Regions from separate parts of the Zea mays genome. Here all the other regions are linked to region 2. Evidence: chromatin contacts called from public Hi-C data. All regions are on one chromosome and are shown on one strand. Each heading gives the region's core, a stretch centred on a gene start, on an enhancer-like site or on the middle of the called end of the contact. The rest is flanking DNA. Distances are from core to core; before and after follow the strand shown. Region 1 holds the start of LOC100281229. Region 2 holds the start of LOC100275262 (nucleotidyltransferase). Region 3 holds the start of LOC100383763 (Tetratricopeptide repeat (TPR)-like superfamily protein).

Region 1 (3,663 bases), core at 978-3,477, 300 kb after region 2:
ACTCGTTCTAATTTTACCGAGTAGATGGGGTATTGGAGATGGAATACGGAACCGATGCTATCATATTATTTATATAAAGAATGACTGGTTAAGGACCTGATCTAAAAGTTTACTCCTAATTCCTAAACCATGTAAACGGGTGGACTAAATGATGGAGTAATTTTTAAGTTAGTTCCTCTCAGTAGTTCATGTATTAAACAACTCATGACTAAACTTTAGTTGGACGGACATCTACAGGTTTTGGTGATCCTAATATACCCTATTTCACAGATACAAACCTCTTGTCGACAAGGTCAGTTTTATTTCCAACGAGGAAGATGAGCACGTCTCCACCTCTTTGCGTGTTTACTTCCTCGATCCACTTTGACGTGTTCAAGAATGACTGCCTGTCTGCAAAAGAACGACATGAGATGAGACTGGATACTATTATATTTAGAGGGTGTTTAAATGCACTAGATCTAATAAATAGTTAGCTAAAAGATTACTAGTGAAATTAGCTAGCTAACTATTAACTAAGGGTCTGATTGGAACCATTCAGTTTTTAAGAAATTGGCTTATGAAAATTAGGGTGGTTCCAAACATATTAGTTTATATCTCAATTTATAGAAATTGGATTTATAGTTTCTTAAAAACCAATAAGCTAACCTCTCGTAGTTAAAATAAAACTAATTTTTTAAAAAACTGGATTGCTTCTTAAACCTAATTTATTAAAAATAGCTAATAGTTAAACTATTAGCCAAGATGTTTAGATGTATCCAACTAATTTTAGCTACTAACTATTAATTCTATTATATTGACTGAGGCCTCCACAAAATAAAACGTCATTTGAAACAAACAAGTCGACGACGTACTAGTATTCTAAAACAGAAAAGCTGGAAATCATCGGCGTGCCTTGCTGCATGGACCTTTCGTCTGGAGATTATTCAACATGCTGAATTTTCTAAATTGAAAAACAAAAACAGCGGCTATTCAGATTTTCTAAACAAAAAATACACCATATTTTCGGGAAAAAAAAGCTTCAGATTTTCTATTCAAAGAAGAGGACATATACGGTGCACATATTAAATCATCACTATGCATATCAGGTCTAACATCTTTGATTAATCATTATAATTTACAAATAACATCTTCTACCACTATATCCCACCACGACAGAGGGTGTACTTAGCAAAATATATGAAACATTAGATTTAAGATAAGTGATGATGATTTAATATATGCACTATATGTACTAAATTATCATGTGTAGCACATATGTTCTCTTCCAAGAAATCAGAATTGGCGTGTTACAGCTGCATTAGTGTAGAAAGCAAAGGCACAGACTGTACGCTGGCGGTCTATCTTTTGGAGACGGTCAACTTACCGGTCACATCGTAAACGATGACGGCTACGGAGGAGTCTCTGATGTAGCTCGGGATCAGGCTGCGGAACCTCTCCTGCCCAGCTGTGTCCCTGCACGTTCACAAACAAAACTCTCTCTGTCACTCAAACCCATGTTTATTCGCTTCGAGCAAGTGCTTTGACTGCTTTCGGCGTACGATCGAAGGAAAGGAAAAACCCGGACGCCTTGATCTTCTCTCCATTCGTTACTCATTTTTACTAGTCCTAGTGTACACACGCTAAGGAATTGAACTCCAAGTGGAAGTCAAAGCATCGATCGACAAAATCTGCGCGTTCAGTTCATAGCCGAGGAGGATTCATCGTAGCGTTGAAGAAAAGCTGCGTGTATATGCATACCAGAGCTGAAGGCGAACGGTGCGGTCCTCGAGGTACATCGTCTTGGACAGGAAGTCGATCCCGATCGTCGCCTGCATCACGCACGGGGGAGCGGATATAGCGGCGGCGGCGGCAGCAGCACGGACCCACAGGTCAGAGTCAGATTTCGACGACAGGTTCAGTAGCAATGATCCTGCCTGAAAACATACGGGACGAGGGAGATGGGAGCCGAAGATCGTCGGCGGGCGGAGACCGACCTGGTAGGTGTCGTCGAACTTGTCGTACATGAAGCGGGTGATGATGGCCGTCTTGCCCACCGCCTGGTTGCCCAGGAACACGAGCTTGTACTTGGCCAGCGCTGACACCACCGCCATCTCACCGCACACCGCCGGAGCTTTGCTGCGGCTTGGCGTACGTCGTCGCGATCGACGCTGGGCGTCTGGAGACTTCGATCGAGGAACCGCGCGAGGAGTTGCGAGTTGGTTGTATGGGGGGTTTGGACGCTTGGAATGAGGAAAAGGGAGGAGGACCGGTTGCTTTGAACGGGGAAGATGGGGTCGCTTTCGGCGTTTCGAATTAGGCCGTATTTGGCACGGCTTTATTTACAACGTCATGAGTTATTGTAAACTGTTTTTTTTCTCTACATACTTTTTAAAATAGCTCTATAGATGTTTTTTTCTTTTTAAATGCTTGTACAAAGAAATAAAAAAAGAGTAGTTTTTTTGCAGTTTTCTCCTTTATTTCCCCATCTTAGTTACGTTATTTTTGTTAAATAATCCCTTTAAAATAACCTAGCTTTACCTAGAAAACTGCTTCAAAAGGTAGGTAGTCTGTTTTTTTATCGTGGGGGTGGCCCCGGCCCAGGAAGAAGAAGCAGTAGTTTCTTGCACCAGCTGTAATGCAACGTGCCAAATTTGCATTCCCTTTTACACCACGGAACGTAGGAACCGGAAACTTTTTTCCCGAACAGAATAAAGTCTCATTTGGACAGCTCCACCTTCAAAAAATTTGGTAAAATTAGTGGAGCAGATCATTAGCGGCTTCAAAAAAAATGTGAAACTAAAATTATAAGCCTTTAGAATATATTTGAATAAGTTATTTTGTTTATTATTTAGATTAAAAAAATATTTTTAAAACTATTTAGATTACAGCTCTATGTTAAAGCTGTAACATGAGCCATCCCAAACACGGTAAACACGCCTTGTGCGAGGGCGAGTCCAAGCTCCTAAGTCCATACCAAACACGCCGGTTTGACTTTGTGCGAGGAGCATATGGGCATTGGCTGCTACCAGCCCTCAACCGCAGGCCCTTGTTGTTGGGCTAGTCCAACTTTCTTTTAAATGTGCGTTTGGGCCAGATTGTAGCGGAGCAAAGTGCAGTGCCCAGTAGGCCCGCATCAGAAGAAATGGCCTTGTTTTGCTGGGCCACAGCTTGCACGTGCAGCCCATGCACGCAACGGATGCACATGCACCTGAGCACAGCACTCGCTTCACATCAACTCCGGTAAATGAGCTGTGCGGTGAGTCGATAACATTAACAGCTGCCTCTACAATTCACCCATCCTGCCATCCACACGCTCGAATCGAACTGAACGCAGAGGCAGATGCCATGTCCACCTATTCACATAACAACGACGTGCGTACGCTATATATAAAACAAAAGGTATATAAAGCAAATTAATTAAATGGCGACGTTAGCCGAACGCAGTGGCAGTAAATAGTAGAACGATAGCAACGGTCAAGCAAGCCAACACCTACACCTGCGCCGCGCTACCACGGAGGTCGGAGGGTGACGTAGTTCACAGCGGCAGGCAGAGGAGCAGGCTGCAGGGCAGCAGCAGAGAGAGCCGTATCCGAACCGTAGGAGCAGCGCTTCGCGCTGTGCACACGAACTGGCAGGCGGCAGGCAGAGCGGGCAGCTGGTGTGTGTAATGAGGGCCGGCTCGCC
Region 2 (3,903 bases), core at 1,324-3,823:
CTTGATTAAATGAGATGTCAACAACAATGTTTTCCACAAGACACTTTATAATCTTGACCTGTACATGATACATGAAACATGAGAGAATGACACAAATGTATGAAAAAAAATAATATAGGTGGCAAATCCTTAAACATGGTATATTCCTTGAAAGAAGAAAAGGGAAGGGAGCAAGAAAAAAGGATATCAGATGCATTTTCTGTACTAAAAACTAGGGATAATGCTCTAAGTGTCTTCAGAAACATAATCCTCCTGAAATTTAATGGCATGTTAGCATAGCTATTTTTCCCAGGCTACATTCTGCAAAGAACTGTATTAAAAGATCGGTGGATACATACTAAACTGAAGTTTAACTTAGATATTGTATTATGTACAGATTCATATGCACAGCATACAATAGGCAACTTCTGGTAATAACTTCGACACAATCATAAAGTCGTAAATGCAGCCATGAGCCCATGATGCTAATTTAAACTCTATTATGGGTACACATTTTGCATAGGCAGACCCTCGAATTGAGCTTCTCTGATGCTTATACAGCAACTAAAAGAGATACCACAGGGGAAAATACCTCTGCCTGAATATATTGGACTTCCTTTACATGAAATTCAGCATTTTCATTCTTCTCTTCGCGCTCCAATGCATCCCGGACAAGATTTGCCCAAATCTCCTTTAGTTCTTCACTATTACTAAAAGCAGTGACATCAATGTCACCATCAGGTAAGTAAGTCTTGAGAGGGACTGACCCAAAGGTAAAAACCTGCAGAGAGGAAGAGACCAATTCTCTGTGAAGCATATATAGTCAACTGCATACTGAAGATAAGAGCAGGAACGTCCAAAATGCTAGTGAAAAAATCCCCCCTAGACATGCATAAGAGTATAAGACAAACAAACAAGTCTATTTCAATTTTCAATCATCAAAGAAGCGTGAAGGTAAAAGTGGTATCCCAATGCACCTCCTAGCAAGGAAATAAATAGCCGGCTATAGGTGCCGCTGTAGACAGCTATAGCTGTTTTGAGCATTACACCACTAATTGTACTCACATTCAGTTTAGCTGTTTTAGCCCGCTATAGCTGGGTCTTATCCTCAAGAAAGCCCTGCTGCTACATGTGCATAGCCCGCTATTTATTACACTCCCTCCTATGCTGCACAGAAAATGCTCATCCCAACAGACAAGCTAGGATTTTCATACAGCCACATATGGCTATTGATTATAACCATCAAACAGAATTTTCATATACCTCATGTCACAGGAATGTGCATAGAGAGGGCAATACAATTCAACTATACACTATCCAGGGTCTATTCATGCTCTTCCCCAAAGCACGTATCATTTTTCCCAGTCAACCCCATTGTATGAAAGCTTCATGCTTTGAAACAAGTCTCAGATCCGAAGCATTGGTGTAAAGTGACCAGAGGCTCTGTGGAACCATAAACCGCCATTTCCAATGAGAACTCTCTCCAGAACAATATTTTCAAGTCGTCTGAGTCGCGATTAATCGTCGAAGTCGGTTTGCACCAATCACGATTAATCGCCCAAGACGTCCGAATAATGGTTATTATTAATCACCCTAGTCAGTCATCTAGAATGACCAAGTCGTCCGACTTGAAAACATTGCTCCAGAATAAGCTATGGTTGCTCAGACAAATATTTGAATAACAGAAAGTAACAACAACAACAACAACAAAGCCTTTTTGTCCCAAGCACGTTGAGGTAGGCTAGAGATGAAACCCCATATGAAAACCTCAGAGCTCAACCCCCAAAGAAAAGAAAAGGGAGAGTCACATCTATGCAACTACACAGCAGCCCTCGCCGCCTCTAAGAGCATATTCCAAACAAATGCTAATCTCCATTACTACCTGTGGTGGGCAATCGGACCACTTGGTAAGCAGGAACCCTACCTGGCAGGAGAGGCAGTTCATGATGAGCCGCTGCACGTAGTGGTACACGGCCAGCCTTCGCCCCTCGGAGTACGCGTTGGGCTGGATGCGCGCGATCAACTCCGCCGTGCGGCCCTCAGCAACCGCCCAGCGCTCGGGGTCCAGTCGCCGCGTCACCCTGGCGGACGCACTGGGCAGGAGCCCGTTGGGCACCATCCCCATGCGCACGCCAACCAATGCACCCTCCTCCGCCTGGCAGACCCAAAACCCTAGTCTCCGACACCAGCGGCAGCCGCGAGCACCCCCGCAGCAGTGGGCTACAGCGGCGACGGATGGCTAAGAGCTCGGAGCAACCACCCTCACAGCAAATCGAGCCAGGGCCGTGGAGCCCCAGGATGGGGGCGGGCAGAAACCCTAGCGCGAGCGATTGATTGATGCGGTTGTGGGGATGAGTAGTCGGCGGCGGCGGCGGCGGCGGCGGCGGCGGCGGCGGCGGCGGCGGCGGCGGCGGCGGCGGCGACCAGGTAGGGAGTGGTCGGCGTGAGGAGAGGAGGGGAAGTTTAGGGGGAGGACCGGAGGAGACGTGCGGTTCGGGTCGGTGTGTTCGGTTTGGGCCGTGGCCCGTGGGGATGCGCCGGCAAACGTATCAAACACTTCGATGTGCGTTTTTGAGTTCGAGGGAATCCGCCGTGCTACACGGTAGAGAGGTGTACATTTGTGTCAAAGCACATAATTTTAGATAGACGTGTCATAGTCAAATCTAATTATGAGTTTGGATTGATAAAGCTTAATATATGGAGGACATATCCTGTGCAATCACTCATTTTGATGCAAGCGTGCAATCAAACTATCCAGAGCATCCAATTCAGATCCAATGATAAGGGGTTAAAAGTAAAATAGGTACTATGTTTTAGGTGAAAGAGATTAAATATAAAATAACAGTCATCATTAGATCTAGATCGGATGCACCAGATCGCTTGATTGCATGGTTGCACCAGGATAAGTGATTGCATAGGATATTTTCCCTAATATATGAGTCATGTCGGGGTCTCAAGTTAAGCTCACAGGCTGATCTATCACGGCTTATTTAACTAAGCACTATCGAAGCCTACTAAATGTGGTTGGACCCAGCCCAATATATATTCTGTATTTTCTGTTTATGTATATATAGGTTTTAAATATGGCTGGACCACGTGTTGACATGTATATATAGTCTATAATTAGAGATATACTTTTGCGGGTCTTATAATTAGGGATATACTTTTGCGGACATGTGTTATGTCAAGCCGGCCCACATGTGACATGTACAATTATATCCGATCCTTTGCTACGGTGGAGTCCAACACAGGTCTTTACAGATTCTCTGATTCTAGATGTGAACATGATTGTTGGTAATATAAATGATAGGGATCTAAAAAATATGAGGAATCTAACAAACCTAGGATAGAAAGAACTAGAGAAATTTATATATCTTATTTCAGATTGGATCGGGTCAGAGCCTTCTGTTTTATGATTAGAGATGTGTCACACCTGGATTTAAAGGCTAAATCCGGACGCGAATCAAATGTGTGGTAATATTAAGTCTCACACATATGAGGACTCATGGTACAGAAACGAATGTCATATCCTTAATATATAATGGAGTTTTGTACAAAATAGTTAAATAATTACATCATACGAAGACAACGATCCAGCAACCATATTTGACTGGGGGACGACGGCCTAGACCTCTCACGAACTCATCGCGGCATCATTCATGCTCCTTATCTTGTGGTGCCTGTGGTTGTCCTTGACCTGGGGGATGTGAATACAGCAAGAGTGAGCTCACGTACGTTTATCGCTCAACAAGTTGTGGGGAATAATGTGCATGAGCTCACTTACAGTGGGGCTCATGTGAAGTGTAAGGCTTACCAAAAAGAGATGGTTAAAGCTGAGCATTGCTTTTAAAGTTGGTCACAAATTTATTAGCAGTTAATAAGTATAAGTAGATACCAACCCAAATAAATAAGAGATGACAATTA
Region 3 (3,938 bases), core at 74-2,573, 330 kb before region 2:
TGAATAAGTAACTGCGAGAACTGCTCGTTCATACACCTCTATAACTTTACTCACACCATCAAGTCTCGCTTCATGGTCAGCATATTTCTTCCAATACCCAAAGCAAAGAGGGAATTCCGCAAGAAACGAATCATACACTTTCCGTATCTTCAAAATATTGTTCTGGACAAGAATATACAGAAGTATGCATTAGCATTTAGGATAAATATTATCATCGTATCAAGAGTTCTGATTCTTATGACTGGTAATCAGATCGGATTCAAATTAAGTATACTTTATTAGAAACACAAAATAGTGAAGGACACTAAAGGATACAGAAGGGAAAATTAAAGCATTAGATGCATAAACACTTCAAGTTGACTGTAGGCAACAAGAGGAACCATAGTCCACTAGCAGGATAGAGACAGAAGAACAAGGAAGTAACTGATCATATAACAAAAATAAATGCACCATTACAATATGCCCCAAATCAAAGCCATGGGCAAACAATTGCAGATTGACAAATAGCTTATAATTACAAGCTGCTATCGAAATCAGCTCATTTACAGATAGCTAGCTGCACAAAGAACGTTACGAGAATGTTTATATCGGCAAGTAGCTAACCAAACATTACCTCAGCATTTTTCTCTGTTTCCTCAATAAGTGCGGTCCAGGCATTAAAATCTAAGGAATTCGCGGTAACAACACTCCATAACCTAGCCTCTTCTGCTGAAAGCACGGCTGCATAAGAAAGCGGGACGTTAAGAGCAAACAGAAGGTAGGGTACCAGATTAGGCGAGCCTGCAAGCCCAATATTACCTTCTTCGTACGATAGCTCAGGAACCGGCTCGCCCGTCTCGTTGGGGACGGCTTCGCCGTTCTCTGCAGCTCCTGTAGATGGGTAATTACCCATATCGCCGACAGTCCCATTCAACGCCGTGTGCTCGGCCTGGTACGCAGAGGCATCAGCTGCCTGAGCTCCACCGTCGGGGGCCACGGCGCTTCCGCCGGTCACAGCCAAGCTAGGGGGGTTGCCAGTCGCAAAACCAAAAGCCGCAGCACCAGAGTCCGCGCTGCCGACAACCACGCTCTGATCTTGCTCCATTGCGTGAAAATCGCAGGAGCCGTACCCCGGACCAACGTGAATCCCTAAGGCGAACAGACAAAAAGCGGTAGGTGAAATTAACGCGCAAGAGTGGAAGGGGGCGTGTAAAGGTGATAGGGAGAGCAAGGGGGCACGCACCGGAGAGCCGCCAATCAGAGGCAATAGCCGGGGAGTGGGGGCGGGGAAGATCGTGCCGGCGATGAGGTGGTTAGGGTTGCATCGGAAGCGCAGCGGCGTGGATGGAAAGGAGAGGATTGGGGTTGGAGGACTGGAGATGGGTAAAGAGAGCCCGAGGGCCTGCGGCTGGCAAGCCGACGTCGCACGCGAAGGGTTAGCTAGCCCATGGGCTGTGGGCGTTGGACCAAGTTACGCCGCCTAGGTCCAAGTACTAATTTGCTACCTCCGGACGTCAGGACCCTGAATAAGGCCCAATTTAGTTGGATTTCTATAAAAATAGCTTCACCGTTAAAGCCGAAGAATTGGTGGCTTTATAGTGCTCGTGCTGCGTACATTGCTAATTGCTACATTTATATATATACTAGGTGAGTGTCCGTGCGTTGCAACGGGAATATATAATACTATAATAATTTATGTATAAACGTGTGTTATATTGTTATGATAAAAATGTTTCGTAATCCATTTATGATCCTAGTCATATATAAATTTTATTATCTTAATCTAGCTATTTCACCACTACATAGTACAGTGTCCGTTGTTGTCTCTCTTTTCTGGAAAAGCTATTCTATTCTTAGTGCCTTAGCCAATCAAGATCCCGAAGTCTTGCTGCTCGTCCGGCAAGTCAGGGGCATGCTTAACGTGCAACCTTATATGGCTAACAGACACAAACCCATCACATCCTTCATTGTCATCATGAGTCCCGATGTTTGCTGGAAAGATTTCAAGGGTACTCGAGGTTAGACGAGATTCACCAAAACATATGGTACAATGGCAATGTACAGATATCTATACTACCTATTAAGGCTGCAAGGGGTAGGCTGCCCCCTTGCGTTCTGCCTTCAGCCAATCTAAGCCGTCCGTTCGTCGAGCATCACCCTCGCGCCCGCTGCACCGTTCGTTTGCTCGACCGCCCTCCCCTCCCCGCCTCCCTCGCAGCTGCAACCGACACCGCCTCAGTCCTCCTTGGCCACCCACGATGTCGTCCTCCTCGCATCGCCTCACCCCCCTCGCCCTCTGGCCTGGCCGGTGCTCCCTCCCTCTCCGGCTCTCCCTCCGCCCCCCAAGCCAAAATCACCGCGCCCCGCCCCACAGCACCGGTTGCGTGGGAGGAAGGAGAAAGGAAGGAGAGGGGAGGCGGCTGTCGGGCGAGATGAGCGACTCCCAAGCCCAAATCACCGTCCGTCGCCGCGCGAGGTAAGTTCCTGCCCATCGCACTGTGCGTGTTTGCAGAGGAGATCCTCCGCCGTCTCATGGCCCTATTCGGTTCAGACCTAGCTCCCCCCACCGCCCGTCCGTCCTTCCGCACTTGACTGCTCTCAAACCCTAACCCTCGCCGCCGGTCCTTGTCACCCCGTCGTCGTGCCCATTGGCAGGCCTCGGCGACCTCCGTCCGCCGCACGTGGTAAGGCCCCCACCCATCCCAATGTGTCCCCCCCGGTGAGAGGTGGTTCCGGTCGCCCAGCGCGTGATCCTTCTCGGGCTGGGTCCCACGTTCTCCTCAGAGGATGGCATGAGGAAAGTGGGCTCGTGCTCACGAACCATACTTGGCTCCGGGTTTGTGCAGTGTGCTCTTAGCGGCGTCGGTCAGACCATCCGCCTCTCTCCTTCCAGCATCAAGGTAACCTCTCCTTATTTAGTACGTTTGTATCAAGAAAACAGTGTTCCATGTTCCATCACAAATGCAAAGAGGGTTCTCACGGAAACAGGATGCCTCACACCGATGGAGCTGGCTCTTTGCTACATATTAAGCAAAGAGTGTATTTGTGTTGTTACTGCTTGAACAGGCGCGGCGGCACAACCTTCTCCTCGGCCGCGGCACACAGCTGGTCGCGCAGGCCGCGGTCCATGGACACGTCGCGCTCCTGGAACGGCAGCAGGCCGCGGTCCATGGACACGTCGCGCTCCTGGAACGACGCGCCCAGGCTCTCCAGCAACGCGCGCACGCCGTTGCAGTCCACGCCAGCACGGCTCCTGGAACGCAGCGTCGTCGTGTACAGCACCACGCCCTCCCCCCGACGGCGGGGAACCCCAGTAGCGGGTCGCCGGCCGACGGCGCGCCCCGTCGTCCACCAGCTCCCACGCGTCCAGCGGCTCCCGCGCGTCGAAGAAGGACGCGTCGTTGGACAGCACGTCGCCGTCGTGGCACTGGTGCGCCGGCTTGGTCGGGGAGCGCGCGCCGTCGCCCGCTGCCGGGAGTGACGACGGCTTCAGCGCGCGCAGGATGGGCGCCTTCAGGGTCTTGATGATCATGGCGCCAGGCAGAACAGGAACGGACTCTCTGTCGGCCTAGCGCTTTTCTTGTCCAGCTTTGCCTCTGGATGCGTGTGGGTTTTGGTTTGGCGATGGTTTTTGTGGGGAAAGTGGGGAGGAAGAACAGCAAGAGGTGGTGGTGGAGCCGTGGGAGGTGGAGGGAGGCTGCGCGGTCTTTTAACCGCTTGGCACCATGCCATCGCCGACGCCGTGCGGGGCTGCGCCGGCATCTTCTGCATGTTCAACACGCCCGACGTCCAGGCCCAATGCGATGTGAGTACAAGACGGCAGCTTGCTTGCTTTCTTTCTTTCTTTCGCCTCTCTCTCTCTGCATATTAGTATTAATCTGGGGGGTTTTCCCCCCGAAGAAACAGAAGCTCGTTTGTAGGAGTGGCTTGTAGGTAGCGCTTACTGCATAGAATTGGAT

Evidence for each region. A called contact is a pair of places that touch in the nucleus more often than the background predicts.
Region 1: a contact with region 2 is called in a Hi-C map of endosperm, with 3 times the contacts expected there. The contact joins the promoter of LOC100281229 here to the promoter of LOC100275262 in region 2. A contact is called at or near these places in 3 of 25 Hi-C or Micro-C datasets (ear, endosperm and tassel).
Region 3: a contact with region 2 is called in a Hi-C map of an unstated tissue, with 5 times the contacts expected there. The contact joins the promoter of LOC100383763 here to the promoter of LOC100275262 in region 2. A contact is called at or near these places in 2 of 25 Hi-C or Micro-C datasets (leaf and an unstated tissue).

What each region holds. Positions count from the first base shown.
Region 1 is chr1:20,147,650-20,151,312 of Zm-B73-REFERENCE-NAM-5.0, reverse strand. It overlaps LOC100281229, which reads right to left and starts at 2,227. Exons shown (of 6, transcript NM_001154148.2): 1 at 1,974-2,227; 2 at 1,738-1,808; 3 at 1,364-1,452; 4 at 279-390. The coding sequence starts at 2,090.
Region 2 is chr1:20,451,834-20,455,736 of Zm-B73-REFERENCE-NAM-5.0, reverse strand. LOC100275262 (nucleotidyltransferase) reads right to left here and starts at 2,573. Exons shown (of 9, transcript XM_008653758.3): 1 at 1,904-2,573; 2 at 572-760; 3 at 1-58. The coding sequence starts at 2,104.
Region 3 is chr1:20,779,105-20,783,042 of Zm-B73-REFERENCE-NAM-5.0, reverse strand. LOC100383763 (Tetratricopeptide repeat (TPR)-like superfamily protein) reads right to left here and starts at 1,323. Exons shown (of 14, transcript NM_001362135.1): 1 at 1,223-1,323; 2 at 799-1,128; 3 at 614-720; 4 at 1-162. The coding sequence starts at 1,084.